Regions from separate parts of the Mus musculus genome. Here region 2 is linked to region 1. A link is a contact called in public promoter capture Hi-C data. All regions are on one chromosome and are shown on one strand. Each heading gives the region's core, a stretch centred on a gene start, on an enhancer-like site or on the middle of the called end of the contact. The rest is flanking DNA. Distances are from core to core; before and after follow the strand shown. Region 1 holds the start of Lct (lactase). Region 2 holds the start of AA986860 (expressed sequence AA986860).

Region 1 (4,768 bases), core at 156-2,655:
AGTGGGCAAGAATTTCTACATAGGGATACTCACTGCAACACAATTAGTTTGTTAATGGTGAAGACTGTGGGAAGAATTGTGACTTGTAACCTTCCCTTCAAAGGATACAAAAAGACAGTTGCATAGACTTGACCCTCAGGAAGGGTTTTAGAAGATAGTTTTCAAGAGACTGAAGAGACCCTCAGCAGTTAAGAGCACTGGCAGTTCTTCCAGAGGACTCAGGTCTGATTCCTAACATCCACATGGCAGTTCACAACCCTTTGTAACTCCAGTTCCAGGGGATCCAAGGGCACAGTCACCCTTATGGTGCTCAGACATACATGCAGACAAAACACCCATATACATAAAATAAAACCACACACACACACAGATAATTCACGTGCACTTAGGATATGACTTAGTGGTTGCCTGACATGCACAAGCCCTGGGTTTTAGCCTATCACTGAATAAAACTGGATGTGGTGGCATCTGCCTGTCATCTCAGAATTCAGGAGGTGAAGGAAGATAAGAGGTTCAAAGCTATCTCCTGACCACACAGTGAGCCAGCCTAGGCTACAAGAGATATTATCTCAAAGGAAGAGAAAAGATGTTTCAGACAAATGCAGGACACATTTGTGTCCCCTTTGGAAATGTTCACATTACAGATTCTCAGCAGTGCTTAGATCTGGTGGTGGGTGGGTGTGGGTGGGGATCTCCTGGAAGCGCACAGTTGGGAGGGAACATCACCATGTCAGTGTGTACTCACCCTGAGAAGAGTACTTTCTGTGGTAAACGTCAAAGGCTTTCCTGTGGGCATCGCTGAGGGTTTGGAGACCAGAAGCTTTCAAATGCTGGTGGGGAAGACCCATGATCACTTTCTCCAAGTCACTGAAGGTGAACCAGATCTCAACAAGGTCCCCAAAGGACTGAAAAGCCAATGTGGCATAATCAGCAAAGAGGTCAGCAAAGCCCCCGTCTCTCTGGATGGTGCTGGTAGGTGGCATCTGGTGGAACAGGACCACCATGGGCTGAAGCTGGGCATCCTTCAGGGACTGGAGGAGTTGTCGGTAGCACTGCACTGCTTCCTGGTCTGGATTCTTGGAGCTTCCTTTTGGGAGAAGTTGTGCCCATGACAGAAGTACTTTGTAATGGGTAACCTGGCTGGCCCGAAGACTGCTGAAGTACTGAGGCAAGAAGGAGGGCAGTGGCTGCTGGCAGACATAGATGTCAGTATCACCAGCTACCAAATCAGAGCCCTGCTTTCCCAGCGGATGGTTCAGATTGTGCACTAAGTCATTTGTTAGAGGACCAGCAGCTGAAATAAAATTTCTGTCAGATTCCCAGTCATTCCCCTGGCATGAAAGACCCAGGAGGAAGGTACTGAGGAAGAGTGCTGTCCAAGGCAGCTCCATGGTCAAGGAACTGCTAGAACGGTGTGGAAGGAATCCTGACTTTATGAGCACAGCCAAGGCTGTAAAATACAGTGATTATCCATACAATATTTAACTGGGTTATCTAGGACAGATAAATCAGAACTTGGATCAACTGGTATAACCTTCAAGGGGGAAAGTGTTCCATGTTTGTATATACATGTTTGTGTACTTGTGTGCACACACAGGCCAGAGGTAGATCTTGGCTGTCTTCCCCAACTGCTAGTTCCAGGGAACTGTCTGTCTCAGCCTCTTCAGTGCAGAATTACAGACGTTCGTCATCACAATGGAAGAAAGAAAAGGAAAACATGGGAACTTGAATAGCAGTGCTCGTCTTTAACTCGGCCAGCACTCAGGAGGTTGGGGTAAGCGGATCTCTTAAGTTTGAGGCCAGCCTAGCTTACATAGTGAGTTTCAGGCCAGCCAGAGCTAGTGAGACCCTGTCTAGAAAAAGCAAAAGTTTGACAGGGGTGGCAGTGGAAAGTTGGCCCCGTGACTTAAGAGTACTTGCTGCTTTTGCAAAGGATACAGGCTTGGTTTCTAGTATCCAAAAGGTGACTCACAAAGGGATCTGAGGCCTTCCTCTGACCACAGGCACCAGGCATGCATGGTACATATACATACGTGCAGGCAAAACACTCACACACATAAATCAATCTTGTAAAGGGGGGAAGCAACCCTTCTCTGTATACATGTGCACATAGTATGAGTGCATGAATGTGTGTATGTGTGTGTGTGTGGAGTAGGGACAGCTTTGGGAAGGCATTGTTCATCTTTCATTTTTACTTAAAAATGAAAAAAAAAATGTGTATGCATGAGCTCTACAACACCCATGAGGTCAGCTGGGTCTTTTTCTTCCATGTCAGTCCTTAGGAGCAAACTCAGGTCCTCAGGCTTGCATAAGTGCCTCAGCAGAAGTCTCATAGGCCCCCTTGCTTTCAAGCTGGGTCTTTCACTGGCTTGGAATTGGTTTTGTAGGATAGGCTGGTCTACATCTCTTCTTCCCCAGTGCAGGGATTCCAAGCATGGACTACCACATTCAAGTTTATGTGCCTTTTTTCCACACTCAGTTCCTCATGTTTGAGGGTCAAGTACTTTAACGACTGAGCTATCTCAGCAGCCAATATAGTAAGTATCAAGTTTTCATATCACATTAAAATACAATAAGGAGTTGAAAGTGTCTTTGATGACACACTGTGAGGTCAGGTGTAGTGGGGATTTCTTTATTCCTACTGCTAGGGAGGCAGGGGCATAGGTCCCAGACTATAGACTACACAGTGAAACAGCAAGATTGTCTTTAAACATATCAAAGCCTGCATTTTTCAATTTTTATTGTGTACATGCACAACAGCATGTGTGGAAGTTCAGAGATAACTTTGTAAGTGGCTTCTTGCCTTTCACCATGGGTTCTGGGAATTGAACTACAGTTGAATGGCGAGCATCTTTATCTGCTGAGCCATATCAACAAATATTTATTTAAAACAAAAATGTGCACTCAGGAGGCAGAGGCAGGCAGATTTCTGAGTTCGAGGCCAGCCTGGTCTACAGAGTGAGTTCCAGGACAGCCAGAGCTAAAAGAGAAACCCTGTCTCGAAAAACAAACAAACAAAACCAAAAATGTATGTGGATGAATGTTTTGCTTATATGCACACGTGTATCACATGCATTTCTGGTGCCTGCAGTTCCAGCCACTATGTGGGTGCCATATATTAAAAAGAAAAGAGAAAACCATGGACTCTCACTGACCTAAAACTTGCCAAGTAGTTTATCAGGCTCCAGGGATCTGCCTGCCTCTACTTCCCCAGCAACAAATTATAAGCATGAACTGCCATCTCAATTATTTGCCTGGGCCCTGTGTTGTCAATTTGCTGGGAGCTAGTCATCAGATAAGAAGTCTCAGTTGAGAAAATCCCTCCATTAGATGTGGCTGTAGGCAAGCCTAAGGGGTATTTTCTTAATTAGGGATTCATGAGGGAGGGCCCAGCCCATGGTGAGTACTGCCCAGGGTTCCTAGAGGCCAAGCAAGCCACAGGGATGGAGCTAGTAATAAGCACCCACCCATGGCTTCTGCCTCCAGGAGCCTGCTGCTTTAGCATTCCTGTCCTGACTTTCTTATGAACAGTGCTGAAGTGTAAACCAGATAAACTCTTTCTGGCCCTACTTGCTCTTTGGTAATAGTGTTTCATCACAGCAACAGTAACCACAAGACAAGCCCATAATCACTTTATGATTGGGCTTTCTCCTTAGCCCTTTTTGAGAGTCTCCTCTGTAGCTCTGGAACTCAGTATGTAGAGCAAGCTTGCCTTGAACCCAGAGATCCAGCCACATGTCCCTGTCTCTCCAAGTGCTGGCACCACGATGCCAACTATTCCTTCTGAGATAGGTGTCCTTGGCCAGGTTAACTGAAATTCTAGTCTCATTTGTCTACCTTAGACATCTAATAGCTGGGACTACAGTCATGCTAACACACCTGGCTCACATAATAGAAATGCTTGCTCTAATTGGCCATCTGGCTCCAGAATGCCACCTGTTGTTCAAGGTTGTGACAGGAAGACATATCAGAAACAACAAGTTACAAGGAAAGGCTCATGTACTGTTGGAATGATAAACTTTCAGTATTTTTCTTTAGAAAAAAACCAAAAATGTTGGCAACGAGACGCGAAGTCAAGCCTGATGGCAGGCTCCAACCTAGGGACCCACATAGCAACTTGTCCTGGGCCTGTACAGATGCTACAGCATCCATGCCCATAAAAACAATTGAGAACAATCCCAAGGAACTATCTTTAGGAAAGAAATAAAATACTGAGCAGATGGTAAACAGTCCTTATTCTAGAAGCCAGGTGTGGGAATTAAGACAGGAGGATCAAAAATCCAAGTCTAGGCTACATAAGTTCCCCCCAGCCGGGCGTGGTGGCACATGCCTTTAATCCCAGCACTTGGGAGGCAGAGGCAGGCGGATTTCTGAGTTCGAGGCCAGCCTGGTTTACAAAGTGAGTTCCAGGACAGCCAGGGCTACACAGAGAAACCCTGTCTCGAAAAACCAAAAAAAGTTCCCCCCAAACCCAGCTGCTCCACTCCCCCCAAAAAACCCCAGACACCCTGACCCCCAAACCCAAACAAACCCCAGCAAAACCACTGGGATTTTACTTCAGAAAGTCACCAAGAACTCTCGCTTGACATGGTCTTTCTACTAGCGAATAAGCCAGAAAAAAAGTCACTCATGGAAATGGAGGCAATAATCAAGAGTAGAAATGAATCCAACAGACAATCACAGAACAAGTTGTTTTATTTTCATGGGTAAAAGCAGTGGCTGGGAACAGAAGAAAGCAATTTCCACAGACACATGTATGACAAATGCA
Region 2 (4,500 bases), core at 1,993-4,492, 2.4 Mb after region 1:
TCGTAATTCACTTGGAACCTCAAAGGTTTGTATTTTTCCAAAAAAAAAAAAAAAAAAAAAAAGTGAAGCAAAGAAAACCATGCTCAGTTCCAGGAAAAGCAAGGAAATGTAAGGCAGGAAGCATTCAAATTAGAATAGTGGCTTATTTCCACCAGGACATATGTGTGCTTTGAGGAATGGGGAGAGAAGCCAAGGCTTATGCGTAACTTCAGCTAGAATGGTAGTGTTTTATAACTGAGTGGTAGATGGCAGAGTGCTGTGCCTGGGTAGCTGAAACATTTCCCAAGGTAAATGTCTAGGGCGAAAGAGAAAGTCAAAGAATTATTTAATGTAAGTCACTTACCTGGGAAAAGATGGGAGACCCTTCTGATTATTCTAATTTTATTGGAAGTTAAGAAAGTGTTCAGTCTTTTTAAAGATTCGTTAAAGTTTTGCTTCTATTTTAAGTAAACGTTTAAATCACTCACCTATATAAACCTGGATCAAATCCAGTGACCCCAGCCATAAGTATAGCCCCAGTGCAGTGAATTGATGTGGAGATCCCCTTCCTGTTTTCTTAGTATTGTGACATCACATATATTTAGATGATGTATTAGAAACAGAGGTCATAGTCCTGAAGTCATCTGTGATCCACAAGATGTAGATAGGATGGATACTGGGTTGTCTCTGCTTTCTCAGATTATCTTCCTCATCTTGGTCTCAGGATAATGTAGAGACCTTCCCTCCCACCTACAATCACAGAGAAAGGATGGAACATGTGTCTTAGTTAGGGTTTTACTGCTGTGAGCAGACACCATGACCAAGGCAAGATTATAAAGGACAACATTTAATTGGGGCTGGCTTACAGGTTCAGAGGTTCAGTCCAAAATCATGGAGGCAAGAATCCAGCACCAGCCAGGCAGGCATGGTGCAAGAGAAGCTGCATTCTACATCGTCATCTGAAGGCCGATAGCAGGATACTGACTTCCAGGCAGCTACGGTGAGGGTCTTAAGCCCACACCCACAGTGGCACACCTACCCCATAGTGGCCACACCTCCTAATAGTGCCACTCCCTAGGCCAAGCATGTACAAACCATCATCACACCATGTGTCTTCCTATAAAACATATAAACAGCTGCAGGCCAGAAATGAAATAAGGAGTGAAGCAAATTGTTAGAATTAATTATACAAGTTATCTGTGATGTGAACTTTATGCTTCCCACTGGGATTTTTTTTCCAAAGCATAGGCAGACTGATGCATAGCAGCTATGATGGTTGATAGTGATTGTCACTTTGACAATGCAGGGAATGAATGGCTAGGGTCCTCGTATGCAGTGAGCACAAGAGCATTCACAAATGAGCAGGAGGTACTAACTAGGCCCACCCTCCCCTAGCTGGCCACTGGTGCCTACTTGTCTCAGAACTCTGAGAGTTGAAAGATGGCAGGCAGCTATGTGAGGGTGGCTGAGCCCACCAACAAAAAAACGAGACATTTTCAAGCCCCAGGATGTTCATTTGGTAAGGCTTTACATCCTGAACCAATGTAATGGGGGCTTTGAGAAGAAATGTTAGAAGAAATCAAAGATAATATCACTCTGGGGTACTGGCCTATGAGGAAAAGATGGCCAGAATTTCTCAAAATTAGGGACTCTAAAAACCAGTTTCCTGCCAAAATTCCATGCCAGCTATTCTTGGTGTCTCTACATTAGTGTACTTAAAACTTACATTTCTCTATTCATGAAATTGTTACTACAGAATGGTGGTCTTGCTTCTTGCATCAGGATCTAGAAAACACGTTTCTGGGCATGCCTGTGGACTAGGTTAATTGAGTTGAGCCCCCCACCCACGCACACAAATACTAAATTCCAGCAGGACGATTCCGTGGATGGGACCCTGGATGACCGAGTAAAAAGGAGGAAGTAAGTCGGCCACTGGCCATCTCTGCTTCTTGACTAGGCATACAGTGTGACCAGCTGGCCGGAGCATCTACCACCAGGACCTCCCAGCACGGTGTGCCATTGAACTGAAACCCAAACAAGTCCTTCCTCCTTTACATTGCTTTCACCAGAGCATCCAGTCACAGAATCGGGAACAGTAACTGTGAAGCAAGCTGGGAGTGGACAATCTGGATTAAAATATCTGCTCTACTACTACTTGGGAAATATCAGGCATGTCATTTAACCTCCTGGTGAGGTGTGGGCTGTAAGAATTGGGCAATGCTTCTAAGTTGGAGCAAAAGTTAAATAAGACATAGAAATGCTTAAGGTAATAGCCAGCATACAGCAGGGGCTTAAACTGAGTGGTTCGTGCATGAGGTATTTTGGTTTGGTTTTTCTAATTTTTCTTTTCTTTTTGCTGCTGGCAAGTGATACACCTTTAAAAGTTGAAGGTTACTGGGGATGGCCTATATTCAGCCTATATTCAGGGAAATAGCAGAACTGCTGTCTGGCAAGTGGCCTCTGTACCTGGAGGTGATTTCTTCCAGGAAGCAGGAGGCTCCCTGACCTACTCTTTTCCATAAGCATGCCAGACATTTCCCCTCAAAAGAAGTACTTGCTAGACTGGTTGGCAGCTGACTTTATTTTTGTTTAATATCTATTGCCACCTTCTCGAAGCAGCCAAAAGGGACCAGAGACCCAAATGACAGAGTTCAAGTGCTATATCTCCTTTTTGGCTGATCAAGCTTTTTTTTTTTTTTTTAAATCCGGAAAATACCTCCTATAGGAGAGAGAGAGAGAGAGAGAGAGAGAGAGAGAGAGAGAGAGAGATTAGTTTTATTTCCCCAGAAACAAAAAAGCCAGGACAGTTGTCAGCAAGCTCTGGGGACTGGGTGACTCAGCTACATCCCTAACCTTGAGACCCTTGAAACCTCTTCTGGATATGAAACTGTCAATGACTGAGCAGTTAGAAAAGCTGGTTACAAAATTAGGCACCAGAATGGCAGGCAGTCTGGAGAATACTTTCAGCTTCAAGTGGAGGAAGGCTTGTCTAAACAACAAATCCGGTTCTCAGTGGGCCCATAGAGCGCAGCAGACTGATGCGTTCCTTTCAAGACGGAAAGTCGAGTCCCATTGATCTGCCTCCACCCTGCCAAACTCTCTTTACTCTCCTTCCACTCAGCTCAAACCAGCTCCAGCCTTCTACCACGCCTACCCTTTCTTTGTAGCAGTTCATTGGCTCTCTAAGTAAAGAGGGGGTGGGGTGGGGAGGCGGGGGCAGGAGGTGATTGACCAAGACAGAGAAGCACCTCCTGGCTGATTCCCCTCCTGAGTCCTCCCTGACTGAACAGCTGGAATGAGGAGTAGGGAGGGAAGCTAGGATTGGCTTAGAGTCAGTAGCAGGGTGTGTCCATGCAGCGCGGGTGAAGCTTTTACCTGTCTAGGTAAGTCAGGAGGAGGTCAAAGGAAGAAACCAGTAGGAGACACGGCCTGAGAGGCAAGCGGTCTCCATCTCTGCCCTCTGGAATAGAAGGGCATTACGTTCTTGTCTTCAGACCCCAACCCAGAGAAGGTGAGTCAATCACTAACCAACTATTGCTTATTCTGCAGCAAGGGAAAAGCTTTTAAGGGAAGGCAAAGCTATATATAGGGCTGTGCTGGGGAGTGCTGTAAGAGTGTCTGACCCTTTACACCGGACCTGGGGTTTTCAATCTCTGTTGATCAAATCTCTCCGTTAGCCTGAGATTTTCCAGAATTGGAATATTTTTATGGAGGACCGGGGGACATCTCTTCCGTTTCTTTATTTAACTTACATAATCATATTGAACAAACAGAAGCCAGACCCAGGCATGGTGGTATCCACCCATAATCATAGTACTCTGAAGATGGAGGATGGAAAGTTTGAAGCCAGGCTGCTGGGAAATACAGCAAGTTCCAGGCTAGCCTATCCTACCTGGAAAGACCTGACTCAAAAAAAAAAAAAAAAAAAAAAAAAAAACCAACAACAAAATCCACCTTTTCCTAGAATTTGGAAATTTCCATCTCTAGAGCACTAAGATGAAGTAGTGATTTTGAAAGGGATGGAGTGACTGGATAATTGGAGCACAGGGAGTCAAATGGAGGGGAGGGTCATGTGAGTGAGCCAGGTACCTTAGTTTTCCATTCCATTTGTAAAAGGAAATTCTCCATGGCTCAGTGTCTATCTTTATTTAAATAAGGGGTGCAGTGTGTGTGTTAGTTGATAATGGCGCACTCTGTGCAGATATGTAAAGTCTGAACCGAGCTAGATTATTTGCAAGGAGAATTGAGGCTTGGAAATATGGAGGAAACTCCAACTCCAGCTAGCATTTTATCTTTGGAAAACCCACAAATATTCTAACTCCGATCAAATTTACTCAGGGTCTACTAGCTAGTTAAATCTCTGATTTTACCTGTTGATCGATGTAGACCAAAAAAAAAAAAAAAGTTACTTGGCCATGCTGGGCCTCACCCACATTTTATTTCATCTCAACATACCAAACCTAGCCAGACTTCCAACTGGGGCTCAGGTCAGAGTGATGCGGCAGAGTCCATAGGAGTAGA

The links. Promoter capture Hi-C pulls out the DNA fragments that hold promoters and counts their contacts.
Region 2: a promoter capture Hi-C map of stem cell-derived epiblast-like cells shows a contact between it and region 1, with 5 times the contacts expected there. The contact joins the promoter of AA986860 here to the promoter of Lct in region 1. A contact is called at or near these places in 2 of 39 promoter capture datasets (hippocampal neurons and stem cell-derived epiblast-like cells).

Annotation. Positions count from the first base shown.
Region 1 is chr1:128,326,913-128,331,680 of GRCm38.p6, forward strand. It overlaps Lct (lactase), which reads right to left and starts at 1,406. Exons shown (of 17, transcript NM_001081078.2): 1 at 746-1,406. The coding sequence starts at 1,391. Mcm6 (minichromosome maintenance complex component 6) reads right to left here. Exons shown (of 17, transcript NM_008567.2): 17 at 4,663-4,768.
Region 2 is chr1:130,728,734-130,733,233 of GRCm38.p6, forward strand. It overlaps AA986860 (expressed sequence AA986860), which reads left to right and starts at 3,243. Exons shown (of 4, transcript NM_177604.3): 1 at 3,243-3,490. It also overlaps a transcript of Pfkfb2 not described here.